Regions from separate parts of the Mus musculus genome. Here region 1 is linked to region 2. The links are chromatin contacts, called in public HiChIP or PLAC-seq maps. All regions are on one chromosome and are shown on one strand. Each heading gives the region's core, a stretch centred on a gene start, on an enhancer-like site or on the middle of the called end of the contact. The rest is flanking DNA. Distances are from core to core; before and after follow the strand shown.

Evidence for each region. HiChIP or PLAC-seq counts read pairs in DNA pulled down with a chosen protein or histone mark.
Region 1: an HNF4G HiChIP or PLAC-seq map of pancreatic cancer cells shows a contact between it and region 2. The contact joins the promoter of Gsx1 here to the enhancer-like site in region 2. A contact is called at or near these places in 2 of 39 promoter capture datasets (both in embryonic stem cells), 15 of 484 Hi-C or Micro-C datasets (embryonic stem cells, germline stem cells and nephron progenitors), 9 of 115 datasets of contacts at active chromatin or transcription factors (embryonic forebrain, embryonic stem cells, neural tube and 1 more) and 1 of 9 other capture datasets (embryonic stem cells).

The regions. Positions count from the first base shown.
Region 1 is chr5:147,185,063-147,190,858 of GRCm38.p6, forward strand. It overlaps Gsx1 (GS homeobox 1), which reads left to right and starts at 3,634. Exons shown (of 2, transcript NM_008178.2): 1 at 3,634-4,236; 2 at 4,716-5,796. The coding sequence starts at 3,828. The coding sequence ends at 5,092.
Region 2 is chr5:147,129,012-147,134,648 of GRCm38.p6, forward strand. No RefSeq gene overlaps it. Among named protein-coding and RNA genes, the nearest start is that of Gm34994, 27 kb to the right of the region's middle. Within about 2 kb of position 3,435, at least 34 of the 459 cell types and tissues checked have an H3K27ac peak or open chromatin away from gene starts, as enhancers often do. A contact at or near this core is called in pancreatic cancer cells, where this site is marked.

The sequences.
Region 1 (5,796 bases), core at 2,384-4,883, 56 kb after region 2:
ATAAAATAAAATAAAATAAAATAAAATAAAATAAAAAAAAAAGGCAGAACTGTGCTGCTATTTCCTAGGCGTGGACTGTATGTATCTCTTCCCCTTCCAGCTCAACCTCCTCTTTTCTATAAACAGGAAACATCTCAGACATGAAGTCTTTCTCCGTAAGAACTACCTCGAATGGAAGCCATTTTGTCTCTAGAACCTGCCTCGGAGGCTGGGGGTGGATGGGGCATTCTTAGGTTTGTCTGATAGTCAGTTAACAAACACATTGAGGTCTTATGAAGGCCCAGATCCCGGGAATGAGGGAGGACCCGCAGATTCCAAGACCCTTGACCTCCTGGGTCTCACCACACACGTCTGCCAGTCCAGTCAGGCTCCTCAGGATCCAGGTAGAATTAGGCTAGGCGGACACGGCAGAAAATCCAAGGAAAGTCCTGCTTCCGGGTGAGTTCTTTCACCTTGATTTATTCCCCCAACAAATAAGCCTATTATGAGTTAGGGAGTTTTTGCAACAGATACAGCAGACCCTCATTCTTCCAGAACACGGATTTCAGGATGGTGAGGGAGCCAGAAAAGTGAAAGAGCAAAAGGCACAACCAACTTAGAAGTTGCTTCTGAGGCAGAAGCTTCTGAGGTAGAGAGGGCAGGGAGACGGATGGTGTTTTAAATATGGCTTCTATGAGAAGGCAAATGATCTTTGAGGGATGGAGATGGGGAAAATCCACATTTATGCTTTTTTTTTTCCTTCCTGCAAATATCTCACAAGGGAGGCCGCGGTGTGCACGGGGAAGAAAAGGCCGGGATCGCAGAAACGGTTCCAGTTTGAGCCGTACCTGATGGACACTTGAAAACCGGCTGGGGGCGGGGAAGCGGGCGCTGAGGCCCAGGGGCTGGGGGGGGGGGGGCGACGATGGGGGGGGGGGGGCTGTCGCAGGGCTGTCAGGCTAATCCGGCTGCCTGCTCCCACCCTGCCCCTCCCTAGGGGGCGTTTGTTCCGCGGAGAACAGTTCAGCCGAAGGGAGCTCGGCCTGGAGCTTTAAGTAGAAAAGCAGCTCCGCTGCGGGGAAGACCACAAGAGGAACTGGGGAACGCAGAGGCAGAAGGCAGGGCGACAGGGCCACCGTGCGCCCGGGGAGCGGACCTAGCTGCCCGTACTGCTCCACGAAGCAGAACTTTTTATCAAGTGATTGCCTGGTGCAGCGGTGACCTAGGAACACCGAGCAGGGAGTCCATTACCCATCGCAGAGTTTGGACATAGCCAGGTTGCCAGCGCCTTCTCTTCAGGCCGGGTGAAAACACCCTGGGACAGGTCAGTCCCTGCCCGGGACTCCCCCGTTCCGAGTTACACAACCAACCGTTTCACCATTTCGGCACAAACCCCGGTCCACTGTGGGGCCGCACATTAAAAAGTGTTATTCGCTTTGAAGGTTTTGTCTAATGGTTCTAAACTGAAAGAAAATGTTTTCCTATTACTTAATTCAATCATAGCGAAGAGACTTGGTAAAAAGCCCACGGATTTTGTCCCAAAGTGTGACAGAGTTCTCTTTGTGTTTGCTTATCCTCCGCTGTCACACACTTTAATTCGCCTCTCTTTATCTGGCATTCAAAACTTTCTTCAATGACATTCAATAAGGTCTAGGGGCTGGAGGGAGAGGGGGAAACTGGTTATTCTCCCCCCCCCCCCCCCATATTCTTTCCCAGTAGCTTTGGCCTTGCTTGTATTCAAGGGCTCTTAACCCTTTCCTCGCTTGGGGCGTTCGGCAGCTCCCAGGAGAGCCCTTGCATTGGCACCTCGGCTGACTTGCCAGCTTTGGAGCGCAGCAGCCTCCCCCTTCTACCCTCGGGCAGCGTCCACACCCGTTCCGCCCTAACCCGCCTCAGCCCAGCGGGGAGCCCCTCTCTAGTCTCAGCTCTCCCGCCACCCAGCCCAGCCCAAATTTCCCAGAGAGCAATTAGAACGGGAATTAGGCTGCATTGATGCGTACCGGCTGGTTTGCGGGAGCTTTGGGGCCGAGACCATAGCTTGGGGGCACCGCATGCCAAGCACCAGGGGACCACTGAGCCCTCACTCTTGCTAGATGGCGAGATGGCACGCCCTCCACGCAGGTTAGCTCCCCCTATGGCGACCCTCCCATTGTCGAGGCAGTTGCTCTCACACACACCCTCTCCCATAACAAATCATCTTTGATTTTTTTAACCAGTTGTTTGTGGCGGCTCGGATGTCATGAACACTGCAAACCCATACAGAGGCCTCGGGTTTGGGCGGCCTTGCACTGATTCATCCACCCCCTCCGTAAAGCTCCCCTTTCTTGGTCTCACGATTCCGTTCACGGTTCAGAGCAGGTGACTGTGGCGATTTGTAAAATCGAAAGTAGTAAATTCGAAATCTTTTATGCTAATTTCTCATTGTATGTTAAACGCACAGGGACAGAGACAGCTCTGAATCCCGGGATGATTTTTTTAAAAAACTGAAGCTGTGTACACAGAGCGTGGCATTTGAAGTTGTTTAACCATTGTGTTACCAGAAAGAAAGAAAAAAAAGAGTGCGGCGACGGTAGGAGGAAGCAAAGGGCAACAGAAACTGGGAAAGACAGAAGAGTGCTCTTCCTTTCTCTCCAGCCGTGGGAAGCAACGCTTTCGAGTGCACCGGCGTGTCTAGTGGAGTGTGTGCGAGTGGAGAGTGCGCGCGCAACGTCTGTGAGAGTCTACACCATCCACACTCACCACGTTTGGTGGGGTGGGAAAGCTTCATACCCACGAATTCGGCTCTCACTCCCCTTGCTATGTATCTGTCCGTATTTTCAAAGACTACCCACCCGCGTACTTGTTTTGTTGCTATTTCTTTACATACACGGCCCTGTTGTTGAAGGGAAGAGCTGGTTGGCCAAGGGTCCACCGAACAAAGATGAGGAGTCACAGGCAACACCAAAATTGGGAGCCTTTGATTTTCTGAGAAAACACGGACAGAGATGAGGTTAGTCTCCAATGAGGACTAGGGAGCCTTTCTCTCATCCTCTGAGGCGCACTCAGAAACCTTGTTTTTCTGTCTCCAAATAGTGCGAGAGAAGAGACTCCACAGGTGGGAATGGTGGCCGCCCATTAGGATGCTTCATAGGATGCAGAGCTGAGCTTCGAGAACTAAGCGAAAGCGATACACTTGGTGGAACTGGGGTGGGGGGAACGAGCAAGGAAGAAGTAACAGAAAGAAAGGGACCAGGATCAAGTGGGCAGAGGAGATGGGTGTGCGCCCACGGGGATCTGTGCAAGCGAGGCAGCACGGGTGCGGAAATCAATAAGATAAATGGACCGATCGCCAGCGCAAAGCCAAAGGAAAGTAAGAAATAAAGAGAAAGAAAAGAATATTAAATCGCGGGAGAATGAGAAAATAAACCCGAAAAGGGAAGAGGAGGGGGGCGAGTGCGCCTGTTACGGCGTGGGTGGGGTTGACAAGAATAGAGTACATTATGCAGTTCATTTAGTTAACAAGTGAAATAATGAGGAAGCGTGCAGAGTGAATGCCAAGAGAAAGGGCACAAAAACCCTATTGAGAGGCCCCGGCCGCTCCTGGCGTAGCCCATCACATGGCAATAGTCCTATTTAAGCGGCGCCGCCGGCGTCTTTCAGCACCACTAGCGCTGGCCAGCACCTCGCCCGCTCCGGGAGGTGCCCGCAGCAGCAGCCAAGGTGATTCCAGCCCGGGCTTGAGCCGCGCGTGGAGCCTCCGGGGCCCGGGAAGCTGCGGGTGGCCGCGGCCAGGGGAAGCTACGACAGGATCTGCAGTTCCCTCGGGCTCCAGGGGCGGGCTGGCGGCAGGTGGACCGCGCGCCGGAGCCATGCCGCGCTCCTTCCTGGTGGATTCCCTTGTGCTGCGGGAAGCCAGCGACAAGAAGGCTCCGGAGGGCAGCCCGCCACCGCTCTTCCCCTACGCGGTCCCGCCGCCGCACGCGCTCCACGGCCTCTCGCCGGGCGCCTGCCACGCGCGCAAGGCCGGCTTGCTGTGCGTGTGTCCCCTCTGTGTCACCGCTTCGCAGCTGCACGGGCCCCCCGGGCCGCCGGCACTGCCGCTACTCAAGGCGTCCTTCCCTCCCTTCGGATCGCAGTACTGCCACGCACCCCTGGGCCGCCAGCACTCCGTGTCCCCTGGAGTCGCCCACGGCCCGGCTGCGGCCGCAGCAGCTGCTGCACTCTACCAGACCTCCTACCCGCTGCCGGATCCCAGACAGTTTCACTGCATCTCTGTGGGTAAGCGGGGTCCCCGCGCGAAATTGGGGGGCGGTGGTCCCGGGGTGGGGGGAAGTGAGTGAGCTAGGGATGGGGAAACGGCGCGCTATGGGGGACGGTGAGGATACTCGAGGGGCGCTCACAGTGCTAGACTGGGACCGGACGTAGGAACCGGGGAGAAGCCAGAAAGATCCTGGGGCGAAGGGGAAGGGGTTAAGGCCAGCTTTGAGATGTTCCTTAAAGGGGTGTTAGGGACAACCGATTCCGAGGAGAATTGGAGTCTGTGACTTGGCAAGGAGGCACCCGCCTGTGGAGTGATGAATGGAAGGATGGAAGGGATGTGTGCCTGATTCCAAGGTTGAGGCTAGCCTCAGTTCAGCGGGAAATTAGGCCCAAGGCTCAGAGGTTTGATGATCTCTCTCTCTCTCTCTCTCTCTCTCTCTCTCTCTCTCTCTCTCTCTCTCTTTCCCTCCCTCCCCCCCCCCCCCATCGCCCTCCAGACAGCAGCTCGAACCAGCTGCCCAGCAGCAAGAGGATGCGGACGGCGTTCACCAGCACACAGCTCCTGGAGCTGGAGCGAGAGTTCGCCTCCAACATGTACCTCTCCCGCCTGCGGCGCATCGAGATCGCGACCTATCTGAACCTGTCCGAGAAGCAGGTGAAGATCTGGTTTCAGAACCGCCGGGTGAAGCACAAGAAAGAAGGCAAAGGCAGTAACCACCGCGGCGGAGCTGGGGCGGGGGCCGGCGGGGGCGCACCGCAAGGCTGCAAGTGCTCTTCGCTCTCCTCAGCCAAATGCTCAGAGGACGACGACGAATTGCCCATGTCTCCATCTTCCTCCGGGAAGGATGACAGAGATCTCACAGTCACTCCGTAGGTGCGCCTTTTAGAGGACCATTGGTTTCCCCACCCCCCACCCCGACCCTTCCCGCACTGGTCCCCAGGCACCCGCTGGCCAACCGACGGATTTCGTTGGGCTTTGCGGTGGTGCGCAGCTTTAGGCAGAGCTAAGACCTTAGCAGACACTTGAAGACAGTGCCCCTGTCCCTTGGGCTTCAGGGTGTTTAGGAGGACTCCAAGCGATGAAGGCTGAGTCCTCCTCCTAGGACACAGCCTCTTCTCCCAGGCACGCAGGCCGGAGCACAGCGCCTTGCTGACCGCCAGCGCCTCTTCGCCTGCCAACTCTGGGCTGGTTCAAGCTTCCTCGGTTCCACTATTCTCTCCTTCTCGGTCAATCTGGGCTTTTCACTCCGCGAGTGGCTGTTTGCTTTTCTTTTAACATTTCTTTCTTGCCCCCAACTCGTCTCCCCCCACTGTGGTCCTTTATGCAACACGTCTATGGACTTAACTTTTCCTTCCCTCCTCAGGAAGTCTCTCCCTTCTGTCCGTTTGTCCCTTAAACAGGGATCAGGTCTTGCTGTTCGAAGAAGTCCCCCTAGCAGAGAGAACTGTCTCACATGGTATTGTATTGGGGAAAATGACTCTGTTTCCAATACGCTCTAAACCCCCTTCAAATGAAGCCGCTGTAACCAACCTCTCCCCATTGTCCAGGCCCCGACTCCCTCTGGGGACTGACTGACT
Region 2 (5,637 bases), core at 2,185-4,684:
GTTAGGGTTACTAGTGCCATGATGAAACACCATGACCAAAACAATTTGGAGAGGAAAGGGTTTAGTTGGCTGACATTTCCACATCACTGTTCATCATCAAAGGAAGTCGGGACAGGAATTTCAAACAGGGTAGGAATCTGGAGGCAGGAGCTGATGCAGAGTCTGGGGAGGGACGCTGCTGACTGGCTTGCTCCTCCTGGCTTGCTCAGCCTGCTTTCCTATAGAACCCAGGACCACCAGCCCAGGGAAGGTGCCACCCACAATGAGCTGAGCCCTCCCCCACTGATCACTAACTAAGAAAACACCCTACAGGCTTGCCTACAGCCAGCTCTTATAGAGGCATTTTCTCAATTGAGGCTCCCCCTCTCAGATGACTCCAGCTTGTGTCAGGGTGACCTAAAAGCAGCCAGCACAAATCAGAACAGAAACATTGTCGTCTTCACTGTCATCGCCATTTACCTGACTTGTCAGGTTGTCAGGTTAGCTGCAAATTTTCTATCTTCTGCCTCAGCCCCCCACAGTACTGGGATGCCAGATGAACAATATCAGCCCCCCCCCACCCCCCGCCAGTCTTTAGTGTTTCTATCTCAGATGTCTAAGTTACAAAAGTGTGGGCTGAGGAGATGGCTCAGTTAGTCAGATGGGGTATAAGCTCTTGCTATACCCCATGAGGACCTGAGTTTGTGTCTCTAGCACCTACATAAAAGCTGGGACATGCATCAACACACCCAGTGTTGGGGAGAGAGACAGGCAGGTTCCCAGCTCACTGGCCAGCGAGAGCCTGGATTGGTGGGAGATCTTGTCTCAAAAATAAGATGGAAAGAACTGAGGGAGACAGCTGACACTGACCTCTGACCTCCACACATGCCTGCATGCACTGACATCTCTCTCTAAAAAGCTGCTGATGGCCTATTTTTGTTTTTTTGTTTTTTGTTTTTTGTTTTTTTGTTTTTTTTTTTTTTTTTTTTTTTTGAGACAGGGTTTCTCTGTATAGCCCTGGCTGTCCTGGAACTCACTCTGTAGACCAGGCTGGCCTCGAACTCAGAAATCCGCCTGCCTCTGCCTCTCGAGTGCTGGGATTAAAGGCGTGCACCACCACGTCCGACCACAAAAAAAGTTTTAAAACAAAATTCTCATCTATTTATACCTTTCACTTAAGTGTCTGAATCTTAACTGCTGAGCCATCTCTCCAGCCTGTGTCTGAATATCTGATTGGGTGTTTTTAAGATCTGTTGCTGGCTTCCTTTTCTGGGCTGTCCTTTCTGTCTACATACATTGTGTTTGACTTGGGAGATTCCCCCCCACACCACCCCACCCCAGTGGACCCCACCCCATCCCAGTTGGAGGAAGTCACACATAGAAAAAGATTCGAGGTAACCAGTCATGTGTCAGACATAGAACGATTTAAAAGTGTTATATAAGTTACCAGCTAGTCGGGGAACAAGTCCAAGCATATGGCCCAGGCATTTATTCATAAATAATTAACTCTCAGAATTGTTATTCAGGAAATGAGGTGCTGGTGGAAAAGCCTACAATTATAGCGTCCCTCTGCATTTCCCTTGGCTTCTGTATCCCTCCCTCACATACACACACACACACACACACACACACACACACACACACACACTCACACACACAAAACCTACTTTTATTTGTGGCAGTTCATTGACCCACATCCCTATTGCTGCCCAAACCCCATCATGGGCTGGTGCCCTGGGCTGAGCAGAGAGACAGCTCTCTCTGCTCATATGCCTCCAATGTGTGTTTAGAAAACACATTGGGGGGGGGGGGTTCTTTCCCTCTGGAAACAAAAAAAGATTCTGGTTACTGCCACCACCCCCAGCAGAAGAATATTGTAATTTATAGTCTGAAGTCAGGAGTAATCCCAGCCCCTGTGTGGTTGAGGCAAACGAGTATTATTCTGAGTCCAAGACCAACCTGGACTACAGTGTGAGTCCCAGGCCATCTGAGCTGCAGAGTAAGTGTCAAATGTGTGTTCTTAAGATGCAGTGGCCACAAGCATCTTAAGTGCTTTGGTCTGAGCACTTGGGAGGCAAAGCAGGGAGATCTTTCTCTGAGTTTAAGACCAGCCTTGATCACATAGCGAGTTCCAGGTCAGCTGGGACCACACAGTGAGACCCTATCTCAGACAAATTTTTAAAAATGTGTGTTCTGGTCTTATAAAGAATGCTCATTCCTGGGCTCAGTGGTTAAGGGCACTTGTTGTGAAAGACCTGATTCCCAGCACGGATATGGAGGTTTGCCATCTTCTCGGGCACCAGGCATGCACGTGTTCCACAAACATACATGCAGCCACAACACACACATATAAAGTAATCAAAATAAATCTAAAAAGGAAAAAAGAGAGAGAGAGGCAGGATGCTTGTTCCCATAAGGCTGGCAGTGCTGTGCAGTCTGTGTTTTATAAGCACACAAGCAAAACCCTGGCATCTCATCATGTTTTCCTCCCTGAATGTTAGGAGATGGAACAGTTAGGCAGGGGTGAGTGTGGAGGGAGAACGGTGCTGGGGACAGAGCTCTTGTCCTGCGAGGCCCAAGTCCACACTTACCTAGATTGCTGCCCAACCCTCCTTCCCATAGCCTTGGCTCCTCCTGAGTTACACAGTGGGACACATGGATGGAATTCACTCAACCAAACTTTTGCTGTTAGCTGAAGAAAATTTATAAATCAGAGAATTAGGCTTCAATAACTGTGCCTACCATTACCTCTCTCATACTCAAGTTGAAATAAAAGCTTTTGATACCTTCTTCCATAGTCTTGGCGAGCAGAGCAGATTCAGAATAATACTAATATATATGTAAACGTGTGTGTGTGTGTGTGTGTGTGTGTGTGGGTGGGTGGGATCATGGAGATGGGAGGGCATACCATCTAGGGTGCACAGGTCTCCGTTACAAGCAGGACACATTACAAGCCGTGTCCCCCAACCTGGCCACTGGTCTGGGCACGGCTAGGTTCCATCACCATTCCTGAGGTTTCCCCCGAGCCTCTGAAATGTGGTCCTCAGTCCACAGAGGACACACACACATCACAGACTGTGTGACTCATAGAACACATGAAGCATGCTCACAAAATGGTTAACAAGGAAGGGCTCTGGTGAGGAGGCCCTTGGTCCCTTGTGACCATTTGAGTGACTCACAGCAGAGCCAGGCAGAAAAGCCAGGGTGAGCTGCTACTTAGTTTGGGGATGTGATTTTTTTGGCCTTATGAGACATAGGGTGAGAAGCTTAGAAGTCATTTTGGGGCCAGAGATTGGGGTTTTCAGTCTATTAACAAAGAGACTTATAATAAGAAAGCTGTCAATCTCTGCCACATGAATTCGTACAGAGAAAAATGCTGGGATCGCTGAGTAACACCTTATTGCCACAAAGGGCACCTTCCCCCCACCACCACCACCCGGCTGTGCACATTCTGAACACTTTTGTCTCTCAGTCCTGCCCTTTCTGGCTCCCCAGCCTTCTAAATTCCAAACTGTTCCCCTCTGGGTTTGACTGAGTGCCTCTCTCTTACACACACACACACACACACACACACACACACACACACACACAGAGAGAGAGAGAGAGAGAGAGAGAGAGAGAGAGAGAGAGAGCCTAGTGCTCTCTTTAGCAGGTGCCACTCTTCTGGGCCAGGGTCTTTGTGTTGTGCCATCAGTGTGGGGCAGGGTTTGTCCAGCCAGTCCCAGAATAGGGCTGCTGCTGGTGGTGATGGTGGTGGTGGTGGTGGTGGTGGTTTCAATATTAGGAGTGGAACCAGACCCAGGACAGTTTAACCTCAGTGTTTAGTGCTGTGCCATGCTCAGTCTATACTGTCCCTGAATAAGTGATGAGATGAATAAGCAGACAATCCCAGCATTCCAGGGGAGGAGGCAGGAGGATTGTCAATTCTAGGCCAAGCCTGCCCCACTGCGAGACTCTGCTCAAAAGAAAAAAGAAAGGTGAATTAATGTAAGAAGAATTCTATGCAACCTTAATTTTTTTTTTTTTTTTTTTAGCCAGGCATGGTAGAGCACGCCTTTAACTCCCAGCATTTGGGAAGTAAAGGCAGGTGGATCTCTGTGAGTTCAAGGCCAGCCTGGTCTAAAGACTGAGTTCCATGACACCTAGGCTTTGCCTCAAAAAAAAATTGTTTTAAATTTATTTTTACATTATGATATACAAATATGATATGGGCATTTGCCTAGATGTAGGTGTGTGCCATATGAATGCAGTGCCTGCAGAGGCCAGAAGAGGACGCTGGACTCCCTGCAATTGGAGTTACAGGCCGTTGTGAGCCGCCATGTGGGTGCCGGGAATCGAACCAAGGTCCTCTTCAAGAGCAGCCAGTGCTCTGACCGTCTGAGCCATCTCTCCAGCCCCTGTATTTTTAACTGGTTAAGAGGACCACAAACTTACAGAGTATCAAAGCCACTTTTTCAGGCTCTTTAGTCTTCTGATTAAGGGCATGTGTTGCGGCCTTAAGACCCTAACTTAATGCTTGCCGGCTCATGTGTATTTACGAATTGGGAATCCTGCACCAGTTGGTTGTCTTCTTGTTGCTCCTTCAGTTCTCAAGCTGAGGCAGAAGGCTTCTAGTGATGTAATTTGAGAAATGAAGTTCGCGACTGAGAGCTTCTACTGGACTCTATGCTGTGGAGCTAAAGCGACAGGAATACGCTCTGCCCGGGGCCAGGGAACAGAGAACGGCTGTTATCCAGGCACCTTCAACTCTGCTTCGCTTATGGGGCAACGTGTAACTAAATGCCAATTAATTTTCCCCCATCCTGGCAATACTGTGAAACCGCAGAGCATTCTGAAAGGGTTGCCATTTGGTCTTTTGTGCCCCGTGTTTTCACCCCGCGCCTTCACCTGGGTGGTACCCTGCAGTTTTGTTCATTTCAGCGGCGGCGTGAGGGGGCGGGGGAGGGGAACGACCTGGCAGGCAGAAAACAAGAGCGAGGCATCATAGTTTTTCAACGATTTTAGCAGGATCCCCCATCAGTGGCTTTTCTGCCTCTCTCTCCCTCCCAGTGAGCAAGGAGGGCTGATGTTTTTAGTTGTTTATCCACAAATAGTAAATAAACTCAGTGGCCGTATTACATCTTCTTTCATTATCTCACTGAACTTTGAAAGCCTCGACCAATTCATCCTCTGGATTCGGCCTTTTTTTAAAATTAAAAAAAAAAAAAAAAAAAAAGGAAGCACCAAGTGCCATCTAACTAGTTTAAAAGAGAACAACAAACAAAGCAGGCTTTTTCCTCCTCCTGAGCTGTGTATATAATTACTTGAATAATGTTGAATTTCACCCATATGCTGGGGAAGAAAAAAAAAGACACCCCCCAAAAAAAATAAATAAATAAGCAGTGTGAATTCAAACTGCAAATGAATGGAGCCAGCCTCATTCATAAATGTCATATGAGGCTTCAGATTAAAAGGAAACTCTGTCATTCCAGGGACGGCAGCTGTTGTTACGTTGAACAAAATGGATACAAATGGGTATTATTTTAAACTGAAATGCTTAATTTTAGACCTAACAAGCAAGCTGTCCGCTGTGCAGCCAGAGTCACAGGAGTCGTGGTCCCCAGTAGAGGGCTTGATTGCACAGGAAATCAAACTCCCAGGAGCTGCTGACCAGGCACT